2 separate regions of the Anas platyrhynchos genome follow, and region 2 is linked to region 1. The links are chromatin contacts, called in public Hi-C maps. All regions are on one chromosome and are shown on one strand. The core of a region is the stretch at or near the end of the contact, and the rest is flanking DNA. Distances in the headings are between cores, read along the strand shown.

Region 1 (4,921 bases), core at 748-3,247:
CAATGACACAAGTATTCAGAGCACAATCAGGAGATACTTTAAGACAATGCTGCACTTTTTGGGGTAGTCAGCAGTTTTCTTGCAGAGTGTGATCTTAAAGGTCTTTTCTAAATCAGACAATTTTACAATTCTCTGATTCTGTGAGTGTCTGCCCAGTGCAAGGCTGATCTCTTCAGAGAGGTCACTGATGCAAGTGCTTAGTGTTGTCCCCATAAGGCCCCAAACAGGTTTACAGTGAAACCATGCTTCCTCCTTTTCACTATGATTACCCCATCTGTCCTGGTTTCAGTTAGCACAGAATTAATTTTCTTCCTAGTAGCTGGTGGAATGCTGTGTTTTGGCTTAGGATGAGAAGAGTGCTGATAACACCCCGATGCTTTAATTGTTGCAGAGCAGTGCTTATACTAAGCCAAGGACATCTCAGCCTTTTGCTCTGTCCTGCCAACGGGCAGGCTGGGGGTGCAGTAAGAGCTGGGAGGGGACAGACCCAGGACAGGTGACCCAAACTAGCCAAAGGGGTATTCCATACCATCTGATGTCATGCTAAACAATATATAGGGGTGGCTAGCTGGGGGGAGGGGGCCGGACTGCTCGGGGTTAGGCTGGGCATCGGTCAGCGGGTGGTGAGCAATTGCATTGTGCATCACTTGTTTGTACATACTATTACTTTCGTATTATCACCATTGTATCATTATTATTATTATTGTTATTATTATTTTTGTTATTATTATTTTCCTGTCTTATTAAACTGTCTTTATCTCAACTCACGGGCTTCACTCTCCATTTCTCTCCCCCGTCCCAGAGAGGGAGGGGGGAGGGTGAGCGAACGGCTGCGTGGTGTTTAGCTGCCGGCCGGGTTAAACCACGACACCATCACAGGCCAAGTAAAAGTTTATGGAGATGAAGAAACTTCATCAAGAGAAAGAAGCAATCACCCTCTCTTGCTGTCTGTTGTTCCTTGAAAAACTTCAATAAGAAAACACAAGAAATAAAAGGAGGGAGGTACTCTGGAAAGCTGGTAGAGCAGAGAAAGGAATCAAAACTCTTAAACAACTCAGAAATTAAAGTTTGAGTTGTATTTGTAGGTTCTCGAAAGGGGAAAGTGATATTGTGCACACACAACTCAAATAATTGTTACCTTCTAACAGAAAAAAATCCCTATGTCATCCAGAACAGTTTTGGTCAAAGTTGTTAAATGTATGTGGGTTGCACAGCAGCAAGTTTTGTTTAAGGTATTGTACACAATTCGTTTTCTATTCTTGACTTTGCTATGCTCTTTCGGTTATATGCAGGTGCTCCATGTAGTAGTTGCATGTTTCTATATCTAACACTAATAACTCAGTCAAGTCAGCATTGTGTGCTAGAGAGAGAATAATCCAACCAAGGCTTCATATACACTTGGAAGCATTTCACTGGAGGTGATTTCAGTAAGATCAGAATGGAAAGAACAGATTCACCTTAAATATCAGCGATGATAAACTAAATAGAAGGATTTTGATTAATCTCTGTGAAAAAGGTGTAAAAACAACCAATGCAGAACAGGTATTGTAGTTCTGTTCATCCAAGCATTGATGAAATGTTGGACCAAGCTACCTTGCAGTGCTGCTCCATTCAACAAGCACAAGCTGTTCTTTTTTTCTTACAATTCCTTCCAAATATGCAAGAAGGCAAGCTCTTAGGAGAAGGTCTTTTTGTAGGGCTGGCACTGATCCATGGTAGCAAAGTCCTAACTGAACACATGTCCAGTAATGTCAGGACCCAGGTATGCTCCTCTGACTCACAGCCCTCTGTGGACGATGCATGAGCCCACATTTTCTTCTGAAAATACTTCTCAAATTTCCTCTTGGGCTCCTTACAAGCCATCCTGGAGTTCATGAAACTTGGCCTTCCAACTTGCTCATCTCTCATTTGCTTTCTAGGTTAAGTAGAATGACAGACCCAGACTAATAAAACAGAAGAACAACGTGGGAGCTATTGAGAAAGAGAAGAGGAACACAGAGATGACCACACAGTCCTGGAATGCATTACCAGCCCAAGTATTAGAAATTCATTGCTCAAGTTGTGCTGCAAAGCTTAGCTTAAATGTTATCTTCTTCACAGCTGTTTCAGCCTAAAGGCTCTCCTTTACTTTCCATCCACAAGAAGTTACTCATAAAGCAGAGCCATCTGTTGGCACCCAGAGAGGGTGCCTTTTCTCCCTTCTGCTTTCCCACACCTAGCCCAGAAGCAAGGATTACAAATCAAAGTCCAGCAGAAGTATATTGGAAAGTACAAAGGATTAAGAGGACTCCAGAAGCTCCACCTAGGATTCCAGAATAAGCAACAGCCAAAAGGGAAAAAAGTAAGTGCTCAGTATGGATGCACTGGATAAGAGAGGCAGTGAGTAACAGAGGCACCAACAGAGGTACCTCCCAGAACTGAGAGACAATGAGATTGCAGGAGGACCCTCACCCACAGCTCGTAATCCCAGAGCAGCACTGGAGAACATCTGCACAGAGCTGCTAAAGCAGCAGACTCAAAGACCCTTGACCCAGGGACACACCTGTAAAATCAAATCTCTGTGATCTCCTGGGCAACATGGAGCAATGGGAAGGTGAAAGTAACCCATCTCTGCAGGCAGCAGCTCCTGCGCAGGACAAAGCTTGGAAGAGGCACTGATGGGGAAATTTGGGTGCTGTGAGTCCAGACCAAGGAGCCAGGGATGACCTCTTTATAAACACAGAAAGATAAATAAATGAGTAGAGTTTGTTTGGGCCCACCACCATCAAACTGATAGCTGTCAGTTAAAGTTTTTACTTAATAAACACAGTAAATTCTGTTTTAACATAAGTGTCCTAAGACTGATGATGATGGAGTTATATTGGAAGAAACAAAAGGGTAATTTAGAAGGACATCTTAATCCAGGAAGCCTACTTTCCCCTCCTAGTGATAAACTCAAATTAAAAACAAAACAAAACAAAACAAAATAATAATAATAATAATAATAATAATAATAATAATAATAATAATAATAATAATAATAATAAAAGTTATCTTGCTTTCTGGTCCCCAGTTTGAGCGACTGACAGGCTTGATACCCTAAAGTATCTTCAGCTGAAGCCGTGGCTGTTCAGCTTTTGCCAGGTCACTGCTGCCAATGTTCACATGCATAATACTATTTCTTTGCCTTTTTTTTTTTTTTTTTTTAAACAGCTTCATTTCCATTCACACATGAGAGCCAAGGCTGTCCAGACAGGAATGCTCAAGACCCCGCTGGGACACTGAGGCCATCCAAAAAGAGCAGCTCTCAGTAAGATGAGCACTGGCAAGTTGCTGAAGCAACTCCTAGCTCCCCAACATGGGAGGCCAGAGCTTCCGAAGAAAGAAATCAAATGTTCCGTGTGGATGTGGAAGACTTCTGAAATTTTGGCCAGTGCCTTTTCCCAGCACCTTGGACCTCGGGAAGGCAGAAGAACCTAAACAAGTGCAACTCTTTCACAGGACAGATACACAGCACAATAATATAAATCGCATGATTTTGCTAAACCCCACATCTATTATCTTTATTAAATGGCTTTCCCCAGGGAAGCCCTGCTAGAGGAGTACTCGCAGGGCTGCTGCAGAGGGAAATATGTACAGGACCTGCACAATGTGACACGAACAGGCAGTGGCACTGGTGAGAGGGGAGCAAGGAGGCTAGGCCCTTTCCCTGGTTCTCTGTTTTGGTTAGTTTTGGCAAAGACACTGTCACACACGGGCATCTGATGGCTGTCACAGCAAACCCGGAGGCTTGATGGGAGAAGTTATAAAAAACATGCATAAAAGCAGACATAGGGGGTATCTTAAAAAATAATTTGGGTCTGGACCTTTGATCCATCTGAAGCACCATCCATTGCTGCTTTCAAGATGTTGCCTCAGAAATAGTAATGATTTTGCTATGCCTGGGGATTTGTGAGGGGGTCTGCTGAATCAAAGACCAGCTTTGGGAGAGCCCACCCAGCCATATCCACAGGGATGCAACTTTGAGCCACAGCATGCTCACTTGTATGGCTCTTCAGCTGCTCTAATCAGGGTAATTTTAATTGTCATCCACAATTTAGGGAAGTGAAGGATAGAGACCATCCTAAGGAGAATCATAGCCAAACTCATTTTGGTAAGCAGCTTCTGTTAAGCAACAGGGAATGGTGGGAAGGTGAGAGGTAAAAGTAATATCAACCTTGAACCCCTGCTGCCTAAGATTAGCCATGCACCATTACCAGTGTTGCAATCCTGCAGCCTTCCTTTACAAAGCACTCTGCAGACAAACCCCAGCTCACCTCTCTTGGAGGGCCACAGGATTTTTGCAGATAAGAATAATGTTTGGAGCATTTAGTACTGAACTGTATGGGAGCTTCTAGCTAAATAAATAGATAAATTAATAAATAAATCCGTAGATAGTTTAATATTTATTTATTTATTTATTTAGGTTCAAACTTGGTCAGAATGTGATTTCTCCTGGAAGAAATGAGAGAAATGTAATCATTTTTTCCTGCCACCAAATCTAAATATTTTGCAAATGAAATTCTTGGCCTCACATCTGTGCCAATATATAAAAGAGGGGAAGGGGAAAAAACAACGTATTACAGTTCTCAAACCACCTTCCACACAACCTGTGACAGCCCTGAACTCAGGTCATTATTGGTGACTACCTAATGAAATTAATGCTCAAATGGAGAATGTGCCTATATAAAACTGTCTTTGAACATCTTTCTTTTCCCTCCCACCCACTAAAGCCAAAAGGACGGTGTTTGTGTGCCATGACTGCCATCACATCAAATGAAAGCATCAAAACCTACCTACAAGTCACTAATTAATTACAGAATCAATAAGGTTGGAGAAGACCTCCAAGATCATCTGGTCCAACCAACCCCCTCCCACCAATATTGCCCACTAAACCAGATCC
Region 2 (4,921 bases), core at 1,551-4,050, 190 kb after region 1:
GGATGACTAGCTTTGATCTGTTTCATCATAGCATCCAGTGGGCTGACCCCCATCTCCATCCATTCTACTTCCAGGCAATATAATAAAACAGTCCTGAACCCTGCTAACAGTGAGGATAAAAGCTGGAAATCCTAAAAGCTTCTCAAATAGGGTAACAAGTAATCTGAGGCTCTGTGCTCAGCATCTTGCTCACTCCTCCTTTAGAACCCTTTCCCGCTCCACATTTCCTGGCATGCACTCAGGTCCCTCACAGTGGTTCCTTCGTGAAGGCATTTTCTGTAGGATGGGCCCCTTCTGTGTTTAGTGTTGGCTCTTGGTAACAGAGATGAAGAACATCGGTTTACACTAACTTATTGGTCCCTAGAGCACAATCCACAAGTATACAAATCCAAAACAAATGTAGGATCACAGACGTTGAATGCTCTCCCCTCCTACTCATTGTTGAATCAAAACGAAGTAGAGTGAGAAGGAAAAAAAATAAATTAATCAAAAACCAGAAAAGCACTGCTGGGGTGAATTTACTCTAGTATTTGTAAAGGAGCACATCCCCATCTGAACTGCCTGGTGCTCCAAGTCACATGAAAACCCAAGATACCCCTCACACCTACACCTCTGCCTCCTCCAGCATGAACATTGGTGGGGTAAGAGCTGAAGAAATCAAACAGAAATAAAACAGAGCAGCAGAGCAGGAGAAGCACATGGCACGTATCTGGCTGGCCACAGGCTCCAGCTATATCCTCATGGAATACCTTATTGGGAGTTAGTCTGCAAAACCCCCACAGAAATTTTCCCTGCTTAAATTTCCTGAGTCTGCCAATAAAAGCTGCAAGCAGCCTCATGTCACACCTCCCAAAAAATTATCAGGAAGGCTCAGAAAAGCACCCACAAAAAAACAACCAGTCCCAACACAGGGTGAGGCCTTCCAGAAGCTCACTTTCAATATCGCTTGGTGATCAGCCTTGGAGTCATGCAAACTTTTTCATTCAGTAAGCTTGTCTGTGCCTGGGGCACACTGAGTGACTTGGAACCATGACACCCAGGGTAGATTCCTCCCTTCTTTATCTGCATGGTACAACTGTGTCTTGTAGACAGAAAAATGAACTCCCCTGAAGGCATCTTTCCTTAAGACCTCATGCCCCAGCCCTCCAGTGCAATCCTGAATATTTAGGTAGTGCACTTTGGAGTCAAAGTTTTTAAACTTTCCTCCTCCCCTCTGGCCCTTTGACATTTCTGCTGTCATTTCCATTTGGGGCACAGATCTGATGGTGTTTACTTAATGAAAGCTCTCTCAAAGTGCAAACCCAGACACCTTCCCTGAATTGTTTTCTACCAAGTATGCACTGAAAGAAATGCAGGGGAAAAAAACATTCAGGATGAGAGAGAGGACATCTTTGAAGCTTGGCTTCTTCTGCATTTCAGCAGAAGAAGGTGGTAAAAACCCCAAAACTCCATCACCAGCTTTCTTACATTATCCCAGGTATTGTGAATTGATGCCCAGCTCCTGGAATCAAGACATAAATATTATGGCTGCAAAGGAAAGCCTCACCACCTGAAAAACTGAAAGGCTAAAGGCAGATTATAAAGGAAATTAATATAATATTTATTTTTTTTATATTTAATATTTTATTCAAATGTGGTTTTTAACTCCACAGAGGCTTTTGGATCCTGGTCCTTTAGGATTTGTTTGTTTACCAAAGACAAAATTCCCACGGCAGATGAAGGGTTTGGAGAGGGAAGGTGAAAGGACCTGGCTTGAACTGGAAGTGTACATGAATGTACAAGGCAGTGGTATTTGCCAGCATTTTTCCCTTTTACTTAACACATACCGCAGGCTGGAGGCTGTCCTCGTCTCTTGGTGCCCTGGACCTCTCTCCCTTTGGTGTCCACACACCAGCACTGCCCTCCCTGCTGACACTGCACTGGTGTGTAGCCCCCATCAGGGTCACAGGACGGCACGTAGGCATGCTGGTAGCGCACGGCTGCATATCGCTCAACCTCACATTTTGAGGGGCCTGGAAAAAAAAAACAGGAGGGAAAAGTTTCAGAGCCATCTCCACTTGATCCCATCATTTGCCTATTTTTGAGAAACCTGGAAGAAAAAAAAAAAAAAAAAGGTTTAATTTCCTGAAACTTCAAGCACCAGCCCAAGGTTAAAATTCTCCATCCTCTTTCACCTAAGGGAAGTGGTCCCATGGTTTTCTTCTGTAGGTACTTGTTTCTGAAAACTGAAAAGAAAATAAACCTAAACTCATTTTTCAGCTGTAGCCATGGGTAGCGATAAACAGAGTTTCTGACTCAATGAGCTGTTCCAGCGGCTAGGTGAGCTCTGGTCCTTAATGGAAATGCAAAAGTGACCAACAGAGAAATGTGATACAGTGTTTCTGGTGAGAAGAGGTGTTGCTCCTGCAAAAGGCTCCACATCTGGCTGCAGAGATTTGGTCTGGGACCACAAATTTCTTTGGCATCCTTCAGCGAGGAACATAAGACCCCATTCCTGTCAAACTGGCCAGAACTGATGAAGAATCTAAAACTCCACAATGCAAATTTTCTGAGCTATGACTTCTCCCATATTAGATTCAACCCTTGTGACAGAAGTTTTCCCTGTTTATATAACCTACAGTCCCACAGCCTAAATTTTTCTCACCTTCCACAGCATTCCAGCTTCATTCAGCCAAGAGACGGGGGCAGCAAGAGCATTGCATCAGAAACCCTTAGCACCTAGCATGCATGGCTTCAGGTGATGGGTAACTCACCCCAGTCACTGCCAGTGGCTAAGGAGCGTGATCGTGTCTCCATCTTGTGGCTGTTAAAGCTTCATCTCTGCTGACAGACACTGCCTCTATTTGCAGTCAGAGCCTGTTTCACAGCACTGTGCAGTGGGAAGGGAAAGATGCTTTCCAGACCCCCCTAAAACGATCAGCTCTTCCCAGAAACAGAGAAACTGTGTGACCTGTGTGACTGGAAGACTTGCATTGGTATCTGCTTAATATCTCTGGTGACGTAGCTCCTCTGCAAGGGTCAGATACCAACGTCAGAGTTTGGATAGGAGAATGAAGAATCACAACAAACTTCCCTAGCCAATTCTCCTAATCTCTGGCGTATGAGAAGGAAACACCTTACCTACTGTCCTGCAGAGTTCATTGCCCATAGGCTGAGAAACACATCCCATTTTCCTGCCCTCATCAGGGAGGGAACAGACCCAAGGGCAGATCCAGGAGTTCAGCCTTGCTGGCTCAGGCACTACAACCTCTTGTATAGTCTCCTGGGGATGGAATGGGCTGTGGCCAATGTAAGATCCTTCTTATTTCTGACTACTGTCGGAAATTAGGGAGCATTTTCTCAGGCTTTTAATACAATAAATCATCAGATCCATCTCCAGAATCTCAAAGCAAAAGATAGAGAGAATTCACAGGCTTTCAACTAACACAAACCTCAAGTGCATGGGAAGTTTTCATCGGAGGATAGGTACACTCTGCTGCTAAAAGTCTACAGCCCAAAGACTAAAAGTCAGCTGCAATGGAGGGACCTTAATTCTTGCACCAAAACTGCGATATTATAAGCTTTTAGTACAGGAGACTATTAAAACAACTCTCCACAATAGCAGCTGTCATAAAGATCTGAAATTATCATTCCATTTGCAGGGAATCACCTGGGTGCTACTTACATCTGAACCGGCCAGAGGTAGCCAGCTGCACACCCAGAAACCTCCTCTGCAGGATCCGATAAATGCTGGTCTCTGTGAACGTGCGGGCAGGCTCCAGTGCTGAGAAAATTGTGTCGTAAACTTCATCAAGCAGCAGCTCCAAGCCTGAGAAAGAGAGACTTTTAGCCCAGAGTCTGATTTTAAGACAGAAGTCATCTTCTTTGCACCAGAGGAGTGGAATTGGAAACCTACCTTGAAAAAGAAAACCAAGTCCTCTAAACTGGCCCAAGTGTGAACTTATACCACATAACCCAAATGCCCTGTACCATAAACCCTGCTGCTGAGTGCCCCCTGTCATTGGCTTTGCACTTTGACATGCACCAAAATGAGCAGAAGGAGCATCCAGTAACCCAGCACTGGGCTGTGGTTGCGTTAGGTTCAGTTTGCAGTAGTGCCATTGATACTGTGCAATTATATCACTGCCTAGTGTTTCCAAAGACCAATTCCTAACCATTTTGTTTGTATAACAAGTAAATGAAAAGTGCAGTCATTCCTCTGAGCACACAGATTTTTGGAGAATTTCTCTTAGGAACTAAATACAAAAGTTCTCATCTACCATGTAAATTTTAAGCCATCATGCTCTGCATTTTTCCCACGCTATTTGTTTGTTTGTTTGTTTTGTTTTGTTTTGTTTATTTTTGGCTTTATTTTTTAAGCAGCAGTATCTAAGGAAGAGGATCTGGAAGTGTTCTACCTCCTCTTTTTTGGGGAGCAACAACAAAAAAGAACAAAAAAACAGTCCTTTCCTTTCCTTTCCTTTCCTTTCCTTTCCTTTCCTTTCCTTTCCTTTCCTTTCCTTTCCTTTCCTTTCCTTTCCTTTCCTTTCCTTTCCTTTCCTTTCCTTTCCTTTCCTTTCCTTTCCTTTCCTTTCCTTTCCTTTCCTTTCCTTTCCTTTCCTTTCCTTTCCTTTCCTTTCCTTTCCTTTCCTTTCCTTTCCTTTCCCTTCCCTTCCCTTCCCTTCCTTTCCTTTCCTTTCCTTTCCTTTCCTTTCCTTTCCTTTCCTTTCCTTTCCTTTCCTTTCCTTTCCTTTCCTTTCCTTTCCTTTCCTTTCCTTTCCTTTCCTTTCCTTTCCTTTCCTTTCCTTTCCTTTCCTTTCCTTTCCTTTCCTTTCCCAAAAATGTCCCATCAACCATTAACATGCCTGAAAGGTAACCTTAGGCTACGACAGAATAGGAGGACCACCAGAATAGGATGACCACCTAAGCAAGAAGAAAATAG

The links. A called contact is a pair of places that touch in the nucleus more often than the background predicts.
Region 2: a contact with region 1 is called in a Hi-C map of subcutaneous adipose tissue, with 1.9 times the contacts expected there. The contact joins two enhancer-like sites. A contact is called at or near these places in 3 of 8 Hi-C or Micro-C datasets (F1 follicle, skeletal muscle and subcutaneous adipose tissue).

Annotation. Positions count from the first base shown.
Region 1 is chr2:8,007,929-8,012,849 of IASCAAS_PekinDuck_T2T, forward strand. The region is part of intron 1 of CCN4 (cellular communication network factor 4); the gene reads right to left. Among named protein-coding and RNA genes, the nearest start is that of CCN4, 5.8 kb to the right of the region's middle. Within about 2 kb of position 1,998, at least 2 of the 8 cell types and tissues checked have an H3K27ac peak or open chromatin away from gene starts, as enhancers often do.
Region 2 is chr2:8,195,756-8,200,676 of IASCAAS_PekinDuck_T2T, forward strand. It overlaps TG (thyroglobulin), which reads right to left. Exons shown (of 48, transcript XM_072034290.1): 7 at 3,665-3,808; 8 at 1,827-2,012. Among named protein-coding and RNA genes, the nearest start is that of TG, 12 kb to the right of the region's middle. Within about 2 kb of position 2,801, at least 1 of the 8 cell types and tissues checked has an H3K27ac peak or open chromatin away from gene starts, as enhancers often do.